2 separate regions of the Gossypium hirsutum genome follow, and region 1 is linked to region 2. The links are chromatin contacts, called in public Hi-C maps. All regions are on one chromosome and are shown on one strand. The core of a region is the stretch at or near the end of the contact, and the rest is flanking DNA. Distances in the headings are between cores, read along the strand shown. Region 1 overlaps LOC107951175 (a long non-coding RNA gene). Region 2 overlaps LOC107951139.

Evidence for each region. Hi-C and Micro-C count contacts between places; a contact is called where the count stands out from the background.
Region 1: a contact with region 2 is called in a Hi-C map of leaf, with 5 times the contacts expected there. The contact joins two enhancer-like sites. A contact is called at or near these places in 16 of 34 Hi-C or Micro-C datasets (callus, hypocotyl, leaf and 1 more).

Annotation. Positions count from the first base shown.
Region 1 is chrA08:10,496,542-10,502,886 of Gossypium_hirsutum_v2.1, reverse strand. LOC107951175 (a long non-coding RNA gene) reads right to left here. Exons shown (of 3, transcript XR_001698350.2): 3 at 3,598-6,345. Among protein-coding and RNA genes, the nearest start is that of LOC107951175, 4.7 kb to the right of the region's middle. Within about 2 kb of position 4,221, at least 3 of the 9 cell types and tissues checked have an H3K27ac peak or open chromatin away from gene starts, as enhancers often do.
Region 2 is chrA08:10,429,404-10,435,544 of Gossypium_hirsutum_v2.1, reverse strand. It overlaps LOC107951139, which reads left to right. Exons shown (of 7, transcript XR_001698345.2): 3 at 1-21; 4 at 487-581; 5 at 1,155-1,198; 6 at 2,796-2,892; 7 at 3,029-3,253. Among protein-coding and RNA genes, the nearest start is that of LOC107951139, 5.4 kb to the left of the region's middle. Within about 2 kb of position 4,429, at least 2 of the 9 cell types and tissues checked have an H3K27ac peak or open chromatin away from gene starts, as enhancers often do.

The DNA of each region.
Region 1 (6,345 bases), core at 2,972-5,471, 68 kb before region 2:
CACAATACGTCGAATCTGGTTTCAAACTGAAGACGCGTTAATGTTTCCATCGTTATTCACGTCTTCATCATCAATATCATCGGGGATCTCGTCCACATCAGGATTACTATCACTATCGACCTCTTGATCATAGGGATCACTACTATCGTATCCATCATCACTAACCACATCAATATCGGTGCAACATTAAGATCAATATCAATCTCGCGTATAGTCGATTCACTATCAACGTACGATATTGGAGCCACCATACACAGTTCTTAAGCTCCATGTTCTTCACCAGATGCAGTGAAATCTTCAGTTGGCTCCACACCAGCTAACTCAACAAATAACTGAATCAGTGCATTTTGGTCACTCTAATTCCCACAATAAAGAGTGATCATTGTCTCCACGTCTTCATTGTCTACAAATTTCATTTCAGTGAATTTGATAGGATCTGTCGAAACTAGAAACTTGTAGAAAAGTTTCAAGATCCTTCTTCCACAACGTCTAACAATTTTTGCACTAATCTTTTTCTTCATATCATCGAATTAGACATTTCTATTAAATCTCATTATTATTTGTTGCCGACATTCAAATATCCATCCAACGGTTGTTGTCAAGATGATTCCATCGAAATAAACGCATATGAAAAATTGATTGTCCATCTTCAATACTCAATCTGTTAAAAAATAAACAAAAATTCTCAAAACAATTTCAAACAGCATAAAAATAATTACATAAAAAAATTAATGAATAAAAAGAGACTATTTCTAACAATATCAAATTTATTGACATTTCTAACAATATCTATGACAGAAATATGTTCAGTATTTATCTATTTTTTTCTGTTGTTGTCACTAACTAACAATTACTTTATAATAGTTACTAAAATAAAAACTTTCAAATATATTAAAAAAAATTAAAACATAACATTCACAATAAACACATAATTAATCTAAACACAAAACTTACTAACAAATCACAATAAACAAAATAACTTTAAAACAACACATAAAAATAACACTAAATAAACTATATATTACTAACAAAATAATTTTTTCTTATCATATTAATCTATTCTATCTGAAAATAACAATAAAAATAATAATACCTTTTCTTTCTTCTCTTCTCTTTTCTTTCTTTCTTCTCTTCTCCCTCTCTTGTTTTACTTTTTTTTAACTGATACTTTAAAATTGAGCCGGATGGGGGAGCCGGAGGGACCCCTGAACAAAAGTGGTACCACCTATGCACCACTCTCCACCAATTTGAATGTATCATTTTAGTACATAATTTTTTAAACATATCATTTTAATAAATTTTTTATTTTATATTATATAGGTAAAAAATCTGGTTTTTTAGATTATAAGTACAGTCACAATTACAATTACAAATGATACATCCAAATAATTATAATCAAATTAATCATTATAAATTTTAATCGAAATGATAACCCGGATATATCTATACCTAAACCATAATAAATTTATACAAGATCTACATGGGGCATAAATTAGAATAAATATAATTTGAAATCTCAATCATGGTTTACACAGAGTGATAATCATGGTTTGAAAACTTGGTATCCTTAAAATTACCATTAAACTAAGGCCTCATTGGTTGAAACTATTATAAATGATAATTATATTTTATTTTTATTTTGTCTTTTACTTTTTTTCCTTTTTAATAATATTTTATACATATTAAATATTTAAATTTTAATTTAATTAATTAACTTTTAAATGATTCCGTTTTCTATTTTCTATTTTTCTATTTATATTTTAATCACTTTTTTCATTAAAATCTACTAAATAATGGCAACTAATTAATTTTACATTAAAAAAATTTAATAAATTCATCTCATGTTTTAATATATAACTAAATTGAATATAAATTTAAAATGCTTAATTTTAACTGAAGAGAAATATAATTTTTTTATGAAAGAATCCAAATATATTTAAATTTCTAGCACTTCAATGTGTAATTAATTTTTATTATTTTAAAATTAAAAAAGTTAAATGAATAAAATTAAATAAAAATACATAAATAAATAATAAAGTATAATTGTCTTTTTATTTAAAAATTTCTTAGTAAATAGATATCAAGCCCATTTATGGGATTTTTTTCAAATCTAAACGTAGGGGTGAAATTGGTTTTGTTGGTTTTTTTATTTTTTTTAACCGTCCCTCAAATTATTGGTATTGTTTAGTTCTTAATTTTTTCATATTATTTTTTTATTCTTAGATTTATTTTGAAAAAATTAATTTTATTTTTTATGCCTTTTAAATATTATTTGATAAATTTTTTTATAAATATTTCTAAAAAATAATTTTCAAATAAGTAAAAAATAATCAATAATCTTTTTATGATAATTAAAAAAATTATTTAAAACTTTTAACTTATTTTTACTATTTTAAATATAAAATATTTATTTTTCCATAATAAAAAATAAAATTAATTACAAATTAAATAAAAAATATGTATAGTTTGTTTTTTTATAGAGCTCATATGAATATAGATTACCTCGAAAACAAGGATATAAAGTGTTGTTTTTAACCCCCAAAACAAAAAGATATAAAGTGCTGTATGTATAATTATAGCTGACATGCATATATATATTATCAGCCACTGATCATATCTACCGGAGATCTACATTTGGATACGATACCAAAGTTCTTGAGCTGTAACATTGCTACTTGCCTCATATAATTTGGTCAATCATGCCGCAAAAACGACATAAAAAAATCAATACTATATAATGTGTATAATCTCTACCCTATTCGTTATTTAAATAAATTAAGTATAAAATTATACTTGGTGATTTGAGTTACAATACGGTTAAGTACTTCTAGTCTTGTAGGTATCGATATTCGTCAACTAAGGTGTCCTTTTTGTGAGCCATACACGGCTCTGCATAAAGACCGGAGGCAAAACCCGACACGGAATTAATACCTTTTATTGTTGACAGTTTGAGTTAGTTGTCCAGAAAATAACACTTTAAATATAAGACTTCTCTCAGAGGAGTCAATGTTCCTGTGAACAGTATTGAAAAATAACAATGTATTTTTTTATATATAAAAAGAAGAGTAATGATTATTCAAAAATTAAAATACTTAATATCTTATCTCTTAATCATTTGGTCGGAGGTTAAATCCTTACACAACCATTTATTTATTTAAAAAATATTTACGACGAGAAAATTAATTATAGTTATTCATAGTGGATACTCTTGTTGCAACAACAAAAAAGAAATAAACATTTTTTTTTCTGTTACAAAATAAAGAATCTTTTTTAAAAAGATCTTAATTATTTTGCAGTAATTTTTCTAGTTTAAGGCGTACGTTTAATTTGGGAAGTATTTAAAATTACATCGTAAGATGCAGATCACATTGTCTCCCATAGAAGTACACCAACTCAACTCCAGCCGTGCATTATTTAAAAGATATATGTCTCTTCTTTATTTGTAAAGAATTAACTATAGGATGATGCCATTGCCAAGAACTTCTAGGAAACGTGAAAACATTGACTAATTTGAGGATTAGGATTCCTCATGAATCACATGCATTACAAAAAAAAAAAAATCTGTTCATATTACAATATAATAAAATACCAACTCAGTCATTGGGGATTTGGGGTCTTTGTAATATATTAAACCTCTCTTCCTACAGTGTATACACTATCTTTTTTTGTTTTGTTTCAATGGCCATTTCTCTATCCCAAACTTTTCTTTCTATCAATCGACGGCTCCATGATGATCATCGGGTTTTGCCATATGAAAAATGTACTTCAATTGCGTCGTTGTTGGGTCAGAAATCTTGCATTGGACGTAACAAAAGCTTGGAGTTTTCGACAAGATCACCTAGGATTCCTCGAGCTTTGTCCAAAACAAGTGAGCCATTGTCCTCCATCAACCATGACTTCGAAAAGGAAATTGAGCCTGTTAAACAAGAAGAAAGATGTTTAGCCGATGTATGGAGAGAAATCCAGGGCCAAGATGATTGGGTTGGGATGTTGGATCCAATGGACCCTCTCTTACGCTCCGAGCTGATTCGCTACGGCGAGATGGCACAAGCCGCTTACGACGCTTTCGATTTCGACCCCTTTTCCAAGTACTGTGGGAGTTGCAGGTTCACGCGTCGGCAGTTCTTTGATGCTCTAGGCATGGCACACCATGGCTACCACATCTCTAGGTACCTCTTCGCCACATCCAACATTAACCTTCCGAATTTTTTCAAGAAATCACGCTGGCCCAAAGTGTGGAGTAAGAATGCGAATTGGATCGGATATGTTGCGGTGTCTGATGACGAAATGTCAAAGCGTTTAGGCCGTCGGGACATCACCATTGCTTGGAGGGGCACGGTGACACGCCTAGAGTGGATTGCAGATTTGATGGATTTTCTCAAACCGATTTCTTCCAACAAAATTCCATGCCCCGATCCAATGGTGAAAGTAGAATCGGGTTTCCTTGATCTCTACACTGAGAAGGATGTGAATTGCCGGTTCTGCAAGTTTTCAGCCAGGGAACAAATTCTAACTGAAGTGAAGAAGTTGCTTGAACTGTACCAAGATGAAGAGATAAGCATTACCATAACTGGTCACAGTCTAGGCAGTGCCCTGGCGATTCTCAGCGCCTATGATATCGTTGAAACAGGTCTAAATTTGTTAAATGATTGCAGAGCTGTGCCTGTTAGCGTGTTCTCGTTTTCGGGTCCTAGGGTTGGAAACGTGAGGTTCAAGGAACGGATGGAATCGCTGGGAGTTAAGGTGTTGAGGGTGGTGAATGTGCATGATATAGTCCCTAAATCTCCAGGACTGTTTTTCAATGAAAACGTGTCGCCTGTGTTGATGAAGCTGGCTGAGGGATTGCCTTGGAGCTACTCCCACGTCGGAGTTGAACTGGCCTTAGATCATACACACTCGCCATTTTTGAAGCAGACTGGGGATCTGACCTGTGCTCATAACCTGGAAGCTCACTTGCACTTACTTGACGGGTTAGTTTCTTATGCTCAAACCATAGTTCAGCATGAACCTGTATTATGAGTTAAATTAACCATGAATGAAATGAACCTCCTTTTTCATCACCTCATCAGTTGGTCATTTTCTTATTAGCAACCATCCGCTGATAATGATGTTGAATATGGTGCTTTCTAGGACCCAATATGATGTTCAGTGTTAAAAATAATTATAAATACTCTCATATTTGACATTACCCACTTTCAGTGGTTTAAACCAAAGTTGCAATAAATAATTATAATCACATGGATATATTCATCATTAATGGTGGTCATGATTACGGTAGCTGATGGTGGAATTGGAAAGTATTATATAAGATTTGAATGAGATAAGTTCGGAAGCAACTTGATGATGATTGTAGTGAAGATTTATATAATAGGAAATAGATAATCATCAAATTAATTGGATTTTCATTTGATGTGGTAATTTGTATGTGTGGCAGATACCATGGGAAAGGCCGTAGATTTGTACTGGCAAGCGGGAGGGACCCTGCTTTGGTGAACAAGGCCAGTGACTTTTTGAAAGACCATTACTTGGTCCCCCCATATTGGAGGCAAGATGAGAACAAGGGCATGGTGAGGAACAATGACGGTCGTTGGATGCAACAGGAACGGCCTATACTTGATCATCACCATGAAGATACCCACCACCATCTCAAGCAATTAGGTCAGGCAACTGAGCATTATAGTTAAAAGATCAAATCATTAGCCAGTTTGCATTATCATACTGCTAATATAAGTGATGCAATAGGTAGACCAAAGCACCTATTATGGCATCATAGCAAACTATATAAAACATAGAAGTTTCATAGATGATAGATGATGTATGGTTCTTCTTGTATGAACAAATACATAGGTTGTACAGTGTCTCTCTGTTTCCTTGAACTATTATTTTATTCGACTCATCCACCACCAACTAAGCTAATGTGCAAGGTAATGGAGATTGAACAATCAGCATCAAGCCATCTAGAATAGTCTACAGTTAACTTGCCCACCATGATAGGCCCCATTGATTATTTGATATTTTAACTCTTGGGAAACGTGGGTCAAACAAGCCAGCTATTAAAGAATGCCAAAGTCATCTTCCAGAAAACAAACAAGGATATTCTTTCTCTCCCCCCAAAAAATTAATGTAAATGACTGAAGTTGATGAAAAGGAAAATTAAAAACTACGGCTATCATTTAAAAAAAGAGAAAATATAGGGGTTGGATTATTTAGTGCAAAATTGAGAGATTCTTGGATGGGGATCCTATGTTAAGGTTCTCAGAACAAATTCACAGTACAATCTTGTGTTTACGAATCTCCTTCTGTAGCTTGCTTTAATGAGTGGCACCCCAAAGGATAGCTTTGCTC
Region 2 (6,141 bases), core at 3,180-5,679:
ACATATCAATCTTTATCTACTGTAAGTATATAATCATTGACTTCCTCTCTGGTTTTTCGTGTTTGCCTATGCCAGACTAGCATGTTCACTTTTATATGACGTGGGAATATTATCTGTCATACTTGTTAATTTCCTTGTAAGTTAAAGTGACAAATCATATTTCCTTGTTACCGCAACTTTAAAATGTACCATTTTAAGTAGCTACTCTCCCCTTCTCCTTTTGGTATGATTGGGGGTCAAAGAGTATACCCTTAAATTTAATCTCAAGTTAAAATTCTATTCCTCGAGAGGCAGTTTGAATGCATACATATATTTTAATGTTTGATTGTTTTCTCAATATATCATGAATTGATAGGTTCAACCACTCTTCTTCTATTGCTTCAATATTGCTATCTTCGTTAACCCTTAGCTCGCTTTGTTGTTTAGTGGATCTACTTTCAGTTTCAGCTCCTTCACTTTGGAAAACCATTTTTTCCCCTTTTGAAGGTGAAAGAATACAAGGGATTTTCAAAATTTGGTATGGTTTGAAGAGTTGGATTAAACTGGGAGAAGTGGAATAAATGGAAATTGGAAAGTATGAGGTATGATGTTTAGCCTTTTCTAACTTTATTTTCTATCACATTTCATTTCTTAGACCCCATATTGCCTGCAATACTTTGGGATTTGACAAATGCTTATATCATCTTCACTGTTGCCACTTACCAACGCTATAGGATTCGCCACTTTTATTATCTTTCTGCAATGAGAACACCTTTACATGGATTCCTTTTGTAGTTGAGTAAGAAATTCAGAGTTGACATATCTAATAAGTGCTAACATTCATGGTCAAAATTATCATACAGTCTTCCAACGTACTGCTTATAAGTTACTGTCACATGTTAAAATTTTTAATATTATGTGCTTGTTTTTAAGCTTTTTTAACGAGATATATGCATTTATTCACTGTTAAGAGTATAGATTTATATACCGACAGTATGAAATACAGACTCATCATCACAAGCTTTGGTGACTTTCTCCCTAGCTGATTACCAGAGTTTGAAGCAGATAAGACGCATATATTCACAGAATAAAACGAACTTTTTACTTGCCAGTAAATCTACCTAATACTTTTCATTTACATTTCATTAAATTCCTGTTTTTGGGGTTTTTGGCAGATAGATTCCTAACTGCTGGGAAACCAGACTACAATCACTTACAGGTTTTTTTTTCTTTTTTTTCTTGTGGTGAAATTTCAAGATATTTATTTTTTATGATTGAGTTTGAACTTTTAAGCATGTAATTCTGATATATTGTTTTTCAGTCTAAAAGTAATTTGCTATTTCATATGAGTAATAAATATAGTTGGTAATCTGCTTTAATCATGTGTTTGTTTGTTGAACCCAGAAATCAAAATATAGAAGCTTTATACCATTGAGCTTTCCTGTTTAGTTAGTTAGTTAGTTAGTTTGTTTGTTTATGATGCGAAAAATTGTGTTTTCTACTTTTCTGTCTGCATAAATTACCATACGTTAGGAAGTAAAATGTTCAAAAATTTGCATCTTTGTTCAGTGATAGAGGTGTGCATGGGCTGATGTGGGAGGGTTTGGGCAAAAATATAGTGCTGAAAAATAGGCTTGGGAAAAAAAGTAAGGCCCGTTTAAAAAATGAGCCGGGCCTCGGGTAAGGCATTTTTGGCCCGGGCCTGGCCCGAATTTACTAAATGAAAAAAAAGCTATTTTTTTAATATTATTTTCTCCGTATTTTGCTACTATTTTAGTATTATGTTGCTACTATTTTTTTTATTATTGTTTGTATATTATATAAAACTTATTTTATTGTTAAATTTTTTATTATTTTAAAGACATTTGCTAATTTTGTTATTATTTTAGAGTTATTTGCTTGTTAAATTGCATCTATTTTAATGTTATTTAAGTATACATATTTTTTAAATTTATTTTCAATTTGTTGAGAAATATTTATTTTAATTTTTTAGTATTTTTGATGGTTTACATATATTTTAAAATTTTATAAAAATAATATAAAAATTAATATGGGCGGGCCGAGTCGGGCTTGGGTTTTAACATTTGTATTAGGGCTGGGCTTGGGCAAAATTTTAGGCCCATTTTTTGGGTCGGGTCGGGCTTGGGCCTAGCAAATGGGCCTAAATTTTTAGTTGGGCCCGGCTTCAGTGAAAAATGAAAATTGCTTGATTTAATGTGTTCTGTTTAGCTTTATTTACTATTGCCTTCCGTTTTTTTTTGAAATTTTCAGATCTCGTCTATAGGCTATTTTCCAGCAGGAATTTTCCCTTTTTTTTAATATTAAAATCTATTTATCTAACAATTAATTATTTGAGAAGCTCTATCAACAGTCCTTTTAATATGTATTTATGATCTGAAATTTAAATAATTCATTTGGATGAACAACTCATGTAATTGAGGTGTATAAATGTTGTTAATTGAGATGTTAAAGTGCTGCAAATTGAAGTGTTTGAATGCTGTAAATTAAAGTGTTTGAATGCTGTAAATTAAAGTGTTTAAATGCTGTAAATTGAAGTGCTTAAATGTTGTAAATTGAAGTGTTTAAGTACTGCAAATTGAAGTGTTTAGTTGCTGGACATTGAGATGTTTTATCGCTGTAATTGAGGTGTATAAATGTTGTTAATTGAGGCGTTAAAGTGCTACAAATTAAAGTGTTTAAATGCTGTAAATTGAAGTGTTAAAGTGCTGCAAATTGAAGTGTTTGGATGCTATAAATTGAAGTTTTTAAGTACTTATTTTGAGTTTTTTAACTTGTGTGATTATTTGTGTTTCTAGCTATTGGTTTCAATTAGATGAGGCTAACATCTCCATCACCGGTGTATAGTGGTATCTTCGCCACGGTCCCGCAGGTTCAAGACAGGTTTCAGGGAAGGTAGGAAAATGCTAATGTCCTTAGGCTCATTGCTTTCTGATTTTAGTTCCATTGCGTATTTCTGTGCTTGTAAGAAATTTTGGGTTTTTTTTTTCCTTTCAAAATGTTCTTATTTTTGATTGGGGGTGATGTATAGGTACTGAAGTAGCACCAAGAAAGAAGGTTGCAACAGCTTCTGTTAAAAAGGCAAATTGTAATGGTACGAGGTTTTGTTTTGGATGAAGCCATGTTTATGAGGAAACATTTAGTGATAAAGAGTGAAATTATGTTCCATTGGATGCTTTAGTTGTTATTTAGTTTCTATTTGAATGTAGTTGTCTTAAATTTTGAACAATTATTGGAGCTAATGTTTGACCTTTAATTTCTTCATTGTCTTTTTTTTTTTTAACTAGATCAATGTTCTTGTTTCGTTAATTTAAATTCATTAATTTTTATATTTAGTTTTGAAACTTAAATTTTAATAGAAAATTTAATTTAATTAATATTTTTTATTTATCCTTAAAAGTATATAGTTTAAAGTTCAAATTTTAAAAATTAAAAATAATATAATATTTATCATAGAAATAAATATTATTTAATTAAAATAAAATATATTTTTTAAAGATCATGTTCTTTAGCGGCGTTTGTGAGAAAAGCGTTGCTAAAGGTTCATTTTATAGTGGCTTTTATTGAGAAAGCGTCGCTAAAGGCCATGTCTTTTAGCGGCGCTTTCCCTATAAGCGTCGTTAAAGGCCATGACTTTTAGCGGTGCTTTTCCTACCAATGTTGCTAAAGGTTATAATTTTTAGCGACGCTTTCCCCACAAACGCCGCTAAAAGTTATGATTTTTTTGTTTTTTTAAATAAACACCACAAAAATTTGCGGCGTTTGCTATAGTGGCATTTTTTGTGGCGTTTGTGAAAACGCCGCAAATAATTTTAGCGGCACTTTTAGTAAAAAAAAGCCGCTAAAAGTCTGTTTTCCTGTAGTGAAAGATGGCAAAAAAAAAAAAAGAACTTACCCATGAAAATGGAGATGCCATCCTTAGTGATGATGATCTGTGTGAAAGAACTGCAGGGTTGCAAGCTAAAATGGTTGCCATATCCATCTCTTCAATTGGGAGACGACAAGAGTGATTTATTTTTTTGCTACAATGGAAATCTCTGATCCAAAAGTTATCAATTTATTTCAAATAATTCTGCAAGGAATCTACAAATTAATACCATTGGTCCACAATCAGACTAGACTGATAGACAACCATTAGTTTCATATCCCCTATATTGTGTACAGATATTCCTGCAACCGAATCTAACAATTTCTAAAACGGGATAAGCATAAATTGATGAAAGTTGGTGATGAAATTTCTTCCAGTGAATATGACCAACAGTACAATCAGAGAATAAAGGTGAGAAAAAAGAAACAAATTTCAATTGACAATAAGCATGCTGTAGCCATAAGCCTTTTGTTTTTCTTGTAGTACCCTTCCAGCCGTTATGCCCTTGCTGCCGTGGGCTACATGACAAAATCCTGAAATTTTAGAGGAAGCTTTCTTTGACGCGTAGCCCTAGCAGTTTTTAATGGAGGCTCGGTCTAGTTCCCTGGTTCAACAGCCACGGGTTCATTAATAACATTACCCCCTGTTCAAGTGGAACCTTGTCCTCAAGGTTCCAGGCAGGAAAAGTTTTCAAAAGGTGGTCCTTATCTTCCCAGGTGGCATCCTCGTTGAAAAGACCTTCCCAACGAACTAGAAACTGATCAATGAACTGGCCTGAGCGCCCGATGACTCGTTTGTTTAGGACAGCTGTTGGATTCAAAAAGAAGGTGTTTGTTGAGTCCACTAAGTGGAAGGGTGTAACTTGTTGATCGAGAATGCCCTTGCATTGGCGAAGAATGGGAACGTGGAAGACAAGGTAGATTTAGGCATCCGCGAATAGGTCCAGCTTATAAGTAACTGCACCAATGCGACTGATGAATTTGAAAGTGCAACGACCTGAAAGTTAGTGGAGTCGGAAAGGATAGTTTCGGAATACTGTTTTCTGAGAATAGGATTAGTGAATATCATTTATTAATATTTACGAGGATATTACAATATTATATTGAAGTTTGGTCCAATAATTTTGGTTATTTGGAAGGCAGATATGGTACAAGTGTATTGGTCTTAAAGTTGATGGTTTCAAAAAATTGAGGTATCGGGACCTTATTTTTGTAAACCAGACTTATAAATATTTTTATTAAATATTTACGAAGTTATTTTAGAAACGAATTGAATTTCAGTTAGATAATTTCGTTGAATTAGTGTGTAATTTAAGTACGGGGACTAAATCAAATAAGTGCTAAAAATAGGCATTAATACCAAATTATAAGGTGGATTTAGGTTAAAGGACTTATTAAGTAAATAAGCCATTATTTATATAGGTATGTGATAGTGAACGGTTATAGTAATATTGTAAGTATTATATGTTAAGTTATTATAATACTTAAATTATAATTATGTTATAAAAGAATATATAATGTTAATAATAATAATAATATTAGATATTAGTGAATGGAAAGAAGAAAGCCAAGCATATTTTTCTTTTAATTTTCTTCTTTTCGAAACAAAAGGAAAGGGGTAGAAGTCACGCATGGCCAGGAGCTAATGTTGCATGTCTAATTTGGTTGGTAGATTTTCGTTATTTTTACATGAAATTTATGTTTTTGAAGTCTTAATCTCATGAGTTAACGTGCCCATGTTCAAATTTTTAGATTTAGTAAAGTTTGTGGGAATTAAGTTGTTGGTGTTATTTTGTTTGGTATTAAGTTTGGTAATTAAATAGATATTTTTATTAATGATTCTTGATGATTTTAAAATTTAAGGATTAATTATGGAAATGGTAAATTCAAGGATTAAATATGAATTAATTAAAAGTATGAGTTATTTTGGACCTTGTGGAATAATTGGTTGAAATGAGATTTTCTTGATTTTAACTAAATAAGTGGGTGATAAATTAGTAATTAGTATTAAATTTCAAAATGGGATTAAAATAAGGGACTATTTAAATAATTAGTCTATTAGTTCATTAATTTGATGAGTTATGGTTAGGGGATAATTACGAGGGAATTATATATATGTAATATATGTTAATTGTATAATAATGCTTAAATTAGTAATTATGTTAAGTTATAATAAAAATGAAAATGAAATGAAAATATGAATAAAATAAAATAAACAAATAGAGAAGTGGGGAAAAAAAGAAAGAAAGAAAAACAAAATTAAAGCTTTTATCTCTT